Linked DNA regions of Zea mays: region 1 is linked to region 2. Evidence: chromatin contacts called from public Hi-C data. All regions are on one chromosome and are shown on one strand. The core of a region is the stretch at or near the end of the contact, and the rest is flanking DNA. Distances in the headings are between cores, read along the strand shown.

The links. A called contact is a pair of places that touch in the nucleus more often than the background predicts.
Region 1: a contact with region 2 is called in a Hi-C map of leaf, with 6 times the contacts expected there. The contact joins the promoter of LOC100279189 here to the promoter of LOC100193646 in region 2. A contact is called at or near these places in 2 of 25 Hi-C or Micro-C datasets (ear and leaf).

The regions. Positions count from the first base shown.
Region 1 is chr2:83,035,471-83,040,446 of Zm-B73-REFERENCE-NAM-5.0, reverse strand. LOC100279189 (U11/U12 small nuclear ribonucleoprotein 48 kDa protein) reads left to right here and starts at 2,382. Exons shown (of 5, transcript NR_158720.1): 1 at 2,382-3,446; 2 at 3,932-4,046; 3 at 4,636-4,743.
Region 2 is chr2:82,877,311-82,882,417 of Zm-B73-REFERENCE-NAM-5.0, reverse strand. LOC100193646 (basic helix-loop-helix (bHLH) DNA-binding superfamily protein) reads left to right here and starts at 2,199. Exons shown (of 4, transcript NM_001138742.1): 1 at 2,199-2,600; 2 at 2,731-2,983; 3 at 3,073-3,360; 4 at 3,452-4,005. The coding sequence starts at 2,497. The coding sequence ends at 3,955.

The DNA.
Region 1 (4,976 bases), core at 1,133-3,632, 160 kb before region 2:
ACCAAGAGGCCGTGGGAAGAGGAATGTGACAATGAGAAGGTTCAGTTAAAGACTATTGGTACATTTTATCGAATATTTTATTTTTATTTCAGCATATGCTCGCTTGCTGCTCTCATGTTTTAAACCATGTTATAACTTCACTGCTTGCCTTGGAAAATTTTAATTTGCAGTAATAATTTCTGGGTAATTTGTACTACATGCAACTTTTAAGTTATAGTAGAATTGTCCCGAAAAACTTGTCGCTACAAATATGTTTGTTTTCTTTTGAGTGTGTGCTCGGATTAACAGTATACATTGCATCTCTCTATGTTCATGCATGCCAATGGGCAATAATGGCCCATGCAAATTAATTGGGTTGGGCCTAAATCAGCTAACTTCACATATCAATCTTCATATATCCTGTCAGCAAGGGGTAAATAGAATGTCCAGGTGTGTATGAAAAATACACAAAAGGAAAGAAAAATAGAATGAGTATGAAAAATACACAAAAGGAAAGAAAAATAGAATGATCACCAGTCAACAAAAAGGATGTTTTTTGTGCACACGCGATATGTTATTCTCTTGTTCTTCAGATATGGTAATGGTAAACTCAATCAAGCAGAAAAAGATGTCGCCCTAACCGTTGAGCAAACACCCGGATGACATCATCTTCTTTGCTAAAGGCACCATATTCTCTTTAAGGATCCAAACAATTACCCCACTTGGGAAGAGGAATTTGACGGAGTTAACACTACCTCCACATAATGGGAAGGTTGGGTTAAAGCCTATTGGTACCTGGTGAGTATTTTGTTTTTATTTCAGCACATGCTCGCTTGCTGCTCTCATGTTTTAAGCCATGTTATATTTACACTGCTTGCCTTGGAAAATTTTAATTTGCAGCAATAATTTTTGGATAATTTGTACTACATGTAACCTTTAAGTTATAATTACACTGCTTATCAACGGGCTATACCCTTGTATGGTGGACATTCACGAAGAGCAAGGTAGGGTTGTTGAAACAAGGATAGGATTTTCATGGCATGATTACTACTGCAAGAAGGATGAAATACTTTGGTTACAAATGTGTAGCTCCGGCATCGTTGCTGTTCTGGTCTCGGCCGTGAAGATGGACCTATGATTAAAAGAAAAGAGAACACTGCGGAAGGAACCTACTGATGCTCAGTGTACTGCGGCTTTCCCACGATGCTCATGATGTTGAAGTCCGCAGTTGCTAGACTGGCCCGAGTAATTGCTAAGTTTTGTAGAAAATGCTTAGACCCATTTTTGAACGCATGAATTTCGTATAGGCTGTATTTCACACGAAATACACAGGAACAAACATTTTTCCTGCCTTCCAAACAGGCCGTTAGGATTAGTTGAAGTTCCAGTTTGATCATAGGCACCTAGGTCGATGCTCTTTAGTAAGATGTAAGCAATCTGTCTTCTGGCCAGGTTGAGCAAGGCTTAGCTGCAGTGTATCAGTGTGGTACAACTGATGTATTTATACTGTACAATCTAATGAGACTGTATGGATTAGAGCTATCAGAACCTGCACAGATATTTCACAATAAACTCTTAGGTTATATATTGCTTGAGACTTGTGAATACTTTGTTATTGCTTCCTGGTTCAAAGCCATGATGCAAGGTACACGCGCGTACTTATGACTTCTCATACAAGACGGGACGTCAAGACTCCGGTCTTTTTGGAGACATTATAACCTATTTGTTTAGCTTTAATATGTTCTGGTTTGTACTAATTATACAGTGCTTTATCCTAATCGTATCCGTCAAGACCGTGACAAATTATTTTGTTCAGAAAACCGTAGCGAAGCACGGGTATTTAACTAGTTGATATTATAAACTACAGCGGTAACCAGAGCCATCCCAAACATCCCTAAGATTGTCTCCAGCAACGTCCTCTATATACATTATCTGTATCCGTCATTTACAGTCTTCTCTAAAAGATTCCATCTCCTATATCTACTTTCTCTCCAACAACGTCCTCTAAATCACGTCCTCTATACGTAAATACCTATATTAAAGACATTTTTAATTTTTGTACATACGTATTTGTCATACTCTTAAATATATTGTACATATTTTAGTTTTATTAAACCGGTTGTTTAAAGTATTCAAATAGATAGAGAACCGTTTAGAGAAACTCTATATATAGAGGATCCAGCAGCGTTCTCTAAATTTAGAGGACCGTTTAGAGGACGTTGCTGGAGGGAGTAGAGACGTCCTCGTCCTCTAAATTTAGGGTATATGACCTTTTAGAGGGTCTTGTTGGAGCCGGCCTAAGTATAGGACAGCTCGCTTTGCCTGACTTGGAGGGTGAGGCAATAAAAAAAGGGCCGCAGGCTCTTCTCCGACCCCGTACCAGCGGCGGCGGCCGAACCTCCCCTTGAAACCCTCCGACGACCGGATCGACTCCGCTCCGCTCAAATGGAGCCGCTGCCTATCCCTCATCCTCCAGCACCGCCTCCTGCTCTCACGTCCGCCCTCGCCCACCTACGCTCCCTTCTCTCCGCCGCATCCTCTGCCCTCGCCGCTCTACCCTCTCCTCTCCAACCGCACCCGATCACTCCCATCGCTTGTATCCCTTCACCTCAGTCTACCACCACAAAACCTCCACTCCCGCCGCCGGTCACCGCTATCAACCTCCCGCTCCCAGCTGCCCCAGCTCCCTACTCCGACTGCCCTGCCGTCGTCCGTTTAAGGCCTTCCCCAACCTCCACGGCCATCTCCCTCCCCGCCTTCCTCGCTGCCGTATGCGCAGATTTCTCCTCTTCCACTACCGGCCCGAGCCCCTCCCATCCGCCCCGCATCCTGCCATCGGAGCTAAGCCTCCTGCGCCGGGAGTTGGACTCCTGGGCTACGGGAGGCCACCACCTCCCGGGGTCGTACTCCTACGCTGTAGCCCGGGTAGGGGCCTCGTTCTGCTCGGATGTGATGCCACGGTGGGAGGCCGAGCTGCGGCAGTGGGTGCTTGAGAACTCACCGAGGTACGGGGTCAAGGTCAATGTCACGGATGCGGACCATATCTTGGTGCTATTATGTCTCTTGTTGAAGGCGATGGCACTGGAGGCCAGGTACTTGCTGGAGGGGATGCAGAATGTCGACAACGAGGGGCTAGGCTTTGATCCCAGGGCCATGAGGTTTGAGTGCCCTAGGCTGGTCGAGGGCGTCTCGTGGTTAGGCGCACAGCTTGGGGTTCTGTATGGTGAAAGCAATGGGAAACTATTTATGCTTGCATCTGTGAAGGAGGCTGTGCTACAGATGGCATATTGCTTGGCTCTCTGTGCAGGAGATGGTGCTGCAAGTGTAGGAGGGAGTGATGCTGGAGATGTTGTGGCAGGCCCTGTTTTTCTTTCTCAGGTTGCTGCTTCCATTGTGGCATTGCATGAGAGGTTCTACTTGGAGAAGACCAAGGCGTTGCAAGCTCAACGCCCGTCAAAATATCAGCTGTATGCTTTCTTAAAATTTTGTGATGTACTTATTCCTGCTTTGCATATTATCATCATAATTTCGTATGCTACATAGTTCTTAACACTAAGAGAGCAATTATTTTGCAAAAGGGGGGGAGTTATCATTAAATATCAACTTCGACACCTAAGCAATTTTTGGAGCAGAGATGCAATGTCACTAACTCTGCTTGTATTTGCATACCCTCCTGTAGTTGATCGATGTTTTATTCAATTTGTATGGCCTACACAGTTGAGACATATAATATCTTATTGTGTAATGATGTAAAGCAGTCCATGCGGAGGACATAAATCTACCACCATCTTATTGTGTAATGATGGCAATCAGTCCATAATAGAGGACAATATATGTTCAGTTTGTTGTGTTCTGCACGGATATGTTTTTTTGCTTCAGTTTGATTAGATACATATATAAATACAATGCAAAAAAAATAAATGCTTAATAAGTGCTTGTAATTCTCTTATAGATTACTTGAGTATTCACAAGCACTGGAACGAGGGATTTTGGAGCGATCAAACAGACCAAACTACAGGGCTGTTCTGGAGTATGATGGGATTCTGTCACGGCGAGTAGAGAACAAGGTACCGACATGCAACTAATCTTTTGAAAATAGTCTCTTCTGAATCTTGATACTGCACAGATGCCTCTATGTTTAGAATAGTATGGATACTATTACTCCCTTTTTCAAAATATGCATCTAACCTGCATAATTAGGGTCCATAATATGTGAATTGTATCAAACTTGCACCTATTAGTAAGATCTGTCATCAATAGCATATCTAGTCTATCATGCTAATAAAAGCAAGAATGTGGTGCTTCTTAGGTATACAGTTCATTTGCAAAAGAACATGTCAACATGCTTCATGGAGCAGTGGAACTGTAGTTTCTGTGAATCTTAATTGTTCTGTAGCCATTATTTTTATTTGACATACCTATTCTCTTTGCTTTGTACTGTTTAATTAATAGAGAAGCACTTTCTCACACACAAAATATAATAAATTGTCTCAAGTTGACTGCCAAAATGTACACACTTTCTCAGTGGAGATATATTTGCAAATAAAATAAGACTTGAATTTCGTATGTTTTTGCTACCACATAATTTACTGATCCCCATACAATATGCTATTCGTTTTAATATATGGTGCATTTTTTCTCTTTATATTGAAAAAGGAATCTGCTAGAGCCAAGACAAAGGAGGAACTTTTAGCTGAAGAACGTGATTACAAACGGAGAAGAACATCTTACCGTGGCAAGAAAGTGAATAGAAACCCTACAGAGGTGCATGCCAAAGTTCTATATAGTTTCAGCTGTTCTGTGCACATAGTTCATACAATTACTATCTTGGAATTTTTTTGCCTAGTTTCTAGCTTCTTGTTTGGTATTTAGATCTAATGTTGGAAATAGGACAAGTGGACAACCTTTCATGTCATATCAGAAGGCTAGAGTAATTTCTTATCTGTATCTGATCTCATTTCTATATTGTAACTAATTATCCAGTTTAAAGTTGTTTC
Region 2 (5,107 bases), core at 950-3,449:
CGGCCCGAGGCAAGAGGGAATCACGGCTTGTGGGTAAAGTGCACAACCTCTGCAGAGTGTTATGAAACTGATATATCAGCCGTGCTCACGGTTATGAGCGGCCAAGGGAGCTCCAGTGATTAGTGGTACTTGATAAGAGACCTTTTGGTTTACAGGTGGTTATGAGATTGATGGTTTTGGTTATGACTATGGTATTGGTAAGTGGTATTCTTTCCGTTTGGAAAGGATACATTGGGTTAATAACTTGGGTTAATGTTAAAACCTGGCTTTCTACTAGTAAGTAATAACCTGACCAACTAAAAGCAACTGCTTGACTTATCCCCACATAAAGCTAGTCCACTACAGCCAAACAGGATACTTGCTGAGTATGTTGATGTGTACTCACCCTTGCTCTACACACCAAACCCCCCCCCAGGTTGTCAGCATTGCAACCACTGCTCAGGCGAAGATGAAGCTGTGGAAGGAGACTTCCAGGAGTTCCAAGACTACGACGAGTTCTAGGTGTGGGTTAGCGGCAACCCCCAGTCGGCTGCCTGTGAAGGCCGTGCTATCTACGTTTCGTTTTCGCACTTTGATTTATTGTAAGAACTATATGGACGTCTCAGACGTATGATGTAATCGACTATTATCCCTTTTTAATACTATTTCGAGCACTGAGTGATGATGTCCATATTATGTAACTGCTGTGTACGTGAATAACTGATCCTGGCACGTACATGGTTCGCATTCGGTTTGCCTTCTAAAACCGGGTGTGACAGATCGCTTCCTGAAGTAATATCACCAATGCTTTTGGTTTGCTCAGCTTCCCCAAAAGGTAGGGGCATGTGTTGAGCGCTATTTGTGGCACTGGGCACGACCGGACGATCCGACCCTGAAGACCGGACGGTCTGCCTTTAGGTGTGTATGGTCCATGATTAGATCGGATCAGGAGTAACTAATCCCTTTTTCGCGTGTGTTTATCCCTCTAAACCCGCGGATGATGTTGGCAAACGCCTAGGAACGGGTCCAGACCTCCCATATATATATATATATATATATATATATATATATATATATATATATATATATATATATATATATATATATATATATATATATATATATATATATATATATATATATATATATATATATATATATATATATATATATGAAGGGCAACGACCGATTACGGAGACAAACAATCGAACTACGATCGATATATTTTCCGTTCTTTACTTTTTACCCTAGGAGTAGACAATAACACAACTTTGTTCATCTCAATCTTCATCTCTCTTCGACTCTACATCGTCTAGAGGTGTCTTGGATGGTCTACCGATTCCAAGACAAACCCTAGGGTCTCTCCTCCTTGATGGGGTCCCTTCCGAAAGTGAGATCCAGGTGCTGTTGGCGAACGCCGCCGCCCCTACGCACACGCATACTGTCCGGCCACCAGGCGTGGACCGTCCGGATTCGGTGCAGGGAAGACCAGCTCCTGCCGCAGGTTACGGACCGTCCACGCTGTCGCAGAGAGCACCGCCACTGGTACATCTCGTAGTGATTGGAGCTTAGATCGGCGCCAACAATTTGTTACATATGGTTTATAATGTTGTAATCAAACAATGTATCTTAAAACCATAGTATTTTTACAGTTGTCAAACCTGTCGTATTTCTACGACAATTGCAAAGTATAGTATTATAAAACCGTAATTTTGAGAAAACATGGTTTCCGGACAAGTATTAAGTTGTGCCAAACAATAATAGGTAAACTTTATGAAAGCAACTCCAAAAGACTGTTAAAAATTATTCCTTAAAATTTAATATTAGGGTCTCCTGTAAAAAATTCTTAAATAATTCTAAACCTGCGGTAGGCTGCTAATAAATTAATCCTAAATTCCTTCAGCCATGCGTAAGCAGCGTGTGAGACAAAAAAAAAATAGTTGGAAACAATTGGATGGACGTGTGCTGAGACATGGAAATTTGAGGGAGAAAATGCTATGTATTCGGGGCGCCAAGATAATGGAGGATAAAAAGGAGAGCTGTTGAAGGGCTCATTTTGCATTTTTTCCAACAATTTTTTTACGGTTTGCTTTAGGGGTTTTAGGGTTTAGGGTTTTTTAACATGTGGCAGGCGCTAATAAAATCAGAAGATAAAGTGGCAGGCGCATGCGGCATGGTATATTGGTATCGATCCTGCCAAGTGCCGTAGCCCGCAGCCACCCAGAGCCTCTTATCGGCGTTCCCTTCGTTCTACTCCGATCCCCTCTCCAAGCGGCACATCTACATCCTTCCAGCGCACCAAATGCTTTGGATTGCGTTGCTTAGCACTAAAGACTAGATGCCCTTATGCGATTATATATGCTCAAAAGCCTGTGGTGATAGCTCAAGCCACATGAATGTATTAGATCAGGTGAAAGGGCAAGAGTTTCGATCAGTGGGCAGGCCGCAGGCGCAAACAAACAGTTGACAGGGTAGACTCAAGGCAATAGTGAGGAAGTGGCCGATCTGTTGAGGCCGATGGAGGCAGATAGCATGGTGGCCATGGGCTGCGGAGGTTTCTACTGGCAGTCGCCTCCGCGCTTCCTCCTTGAACCCCTCGACCTAGCCGACATCGTCGACAGGTGATTCAGTCAGCTGCTGCTAATCTACCGGAGAAGAGTGGATCACTCGGTTCTTCTCTTCTTTCCCTTGTTCCTTCTTCCAGTGGTCTGACGAATGAATAATGGTTTCTTGGTGCGTGCGCGCGGGCAGCAGCATGTACGTGCCGACGAACGAGGCTGATGAGCCCGTATCCGGGCTCTGCTCATCGAACCGGCCGGCGGAGGATTACTCCAGTTCGGCCGAGGGCGCCAACTCCTGTTCCGCGGCGGTGGTTCCGTCGCCGCCGCCGCCTCCGGGCGTGACGACGACGACGACGAGGAACATGGACATGGAGAGGACCCGCCGCAGGAAGCTCAACGAGAGGCTCTACGCGCTCCGGAGCGTCGTGCCCAACATCACCAAGGTCGTCAGAGCACTGCATCTATCTGTGCGTGCATGGTCATGGAGACAGCTTGGTAATTAATCGACTTCTTTGGTGTACGCACTACGCAGATGGACAAGGCGTCCATAGTCAGGGACGCCATCGCCCACATCGAGCATCTGCAGGAGCAGGAGCGCCGACTGCTCGCCGAGATATCCGTTCTCCAGTCTTCTGACGACGGCACCGCCGCCGCCGCCGCCGTCAAGACGGAGGACGCTGCCGCCACTGGGGGTGCTGCGTACGACGTCGACAGCGTCCCCTGGAGGAAGAAGCCGAGGGCGGTGCCACTGCCGTCCGTGTATTTCACCGACAACCCGACGAGCTCCATCTCGTCATCTCCGCCAGTCCGAATCCTGGAGGTGATAATATAGTAGATACTTGACTGGCTCAAGCGATCGAATTGTTCGAGAGCCCGATTAGTAAATGATGATTGAGATTGGGTCGCAGCAGGTGCAGGTCTCGCAGGCAGGGGAGAGGGTGGCGGTGGTGAGCCTCTGGTGCAGCAGGGGCAGGGACGCCGTGGGCAAGATTTGCCTCGCACTGGAGCCGCTGCGCCTCCGGGTCGTCACGGCCACCATCACCGCGCGCGGCGACACTGTCTTCCACACACTGTTCGTGGAGGTAATTAAGCAGCCTGCTAACTACAGCTTGCCGCACGACGGAAATTACTGTGGTTGCCCTTGTACGTGTGCGTGCCTACCTGAGAAGTCAGCTTCGGCACTCGCGAACCGATGGCGTCACCGGGGTGACGTCGCGCGGGATGACGTACGGAATGGTGCTCCGTTGTGGTTGTCGTCGTCGTCCTTTCGGCAAAAATTAGGAGCCGGAGTAGATGTTGGTCTCGAGGTTTCATCAGTGCTGGCCGATCGACGACTAGTAAAGTACGTCAAGTTTCTGCGTGGGAAACGGGCGCGCGACATTTTATATTTTGTTCTACTGACGGTGAAGGATTGAAGAAGCCTTCGTGTCAGTGATAGCACTGAAGAATTAATAAATCGGTTTTTAAGGTGGTGGCTTTAGTTGTTGGTGTACTCATTTTTATTTTTAGTCATGTTTTTTCTCAGATTATTATTTTAGTGCTATAGAGCAGAAGAACAAAATTAAGCAAAAAATACGATCCATAGACACACACTAACTTTATACAAAGACCAAAAGATAGCGAAAGAATAAATCTTTGGGGTCAGTCATCAGTGGAGTGAGAGGAACCGTCATTAGCTTGGATGCCATCTCCAGGTGGCTTTCTTGAACGTGAAGTCGTCAACAGTCCCTTGATTGGCAGGCGCCCCTATACATACATGTAGGCCAAAAGGGGCATGTCACCCTCTTGCTGATTGAAAACTCACTTATGTATCATGTATGCAGCTATTAAACTGATTATTAAAAATCAATAAATAATAAAATATGATCTTGAAACTGAAAGCCGCACTATTTGGGGTCGGTCTGGATCCCTTAAACTCGTCGATAGTTCGATCTTTAGATGAAAACTTCGGTTGGTTAATTCAATTAATGTTTTAATGAAAACTTAGGTGACTGCAGTTTAAACGACTGCATCTGTCATCCTGTGTTGTTTGGATACATGGAACTAGTAGTAGTAAAGTAAAATTCGGTCCACCTTTTGGTACACCGTAAGGATGAACCAGGATCAAAATTCTGTGAACTAAACTGATTGTATGGCCGTCAGACGTTCTGTGTTTTTGCACTACTTGGTCTGACGAGAGGATGGACGGCCAAGGACTGGGGACACTACTACACAAAGAAACAACAAAGCCACTGCAGAATTCTCTAACCTATATCTGTGGAAAAAAAACTAGCTACACTCCGGGGCTGATGCAGGATTTAGAGACTGTGTATTCAAAATTTAGAATGGTAGTTTTCCTGATATCGCCTCAAAAATAGAGGAAGAGAACCGCGAGGCGGGGTAGTCTTTATTTTTCAGGCGAATGTTTGAATATCATGTCATTATGTGTAGTTCTAATTTTTTTTAATTCATGTATATAATATATGTACCATTACCATGAATTGATTGATGTAGGCCCAACCCGGAGCCTACACTTCTATCTTTGCTCTCATATAACGCAAAAGGTGTTGTTCTCTAGACAGGAGAAA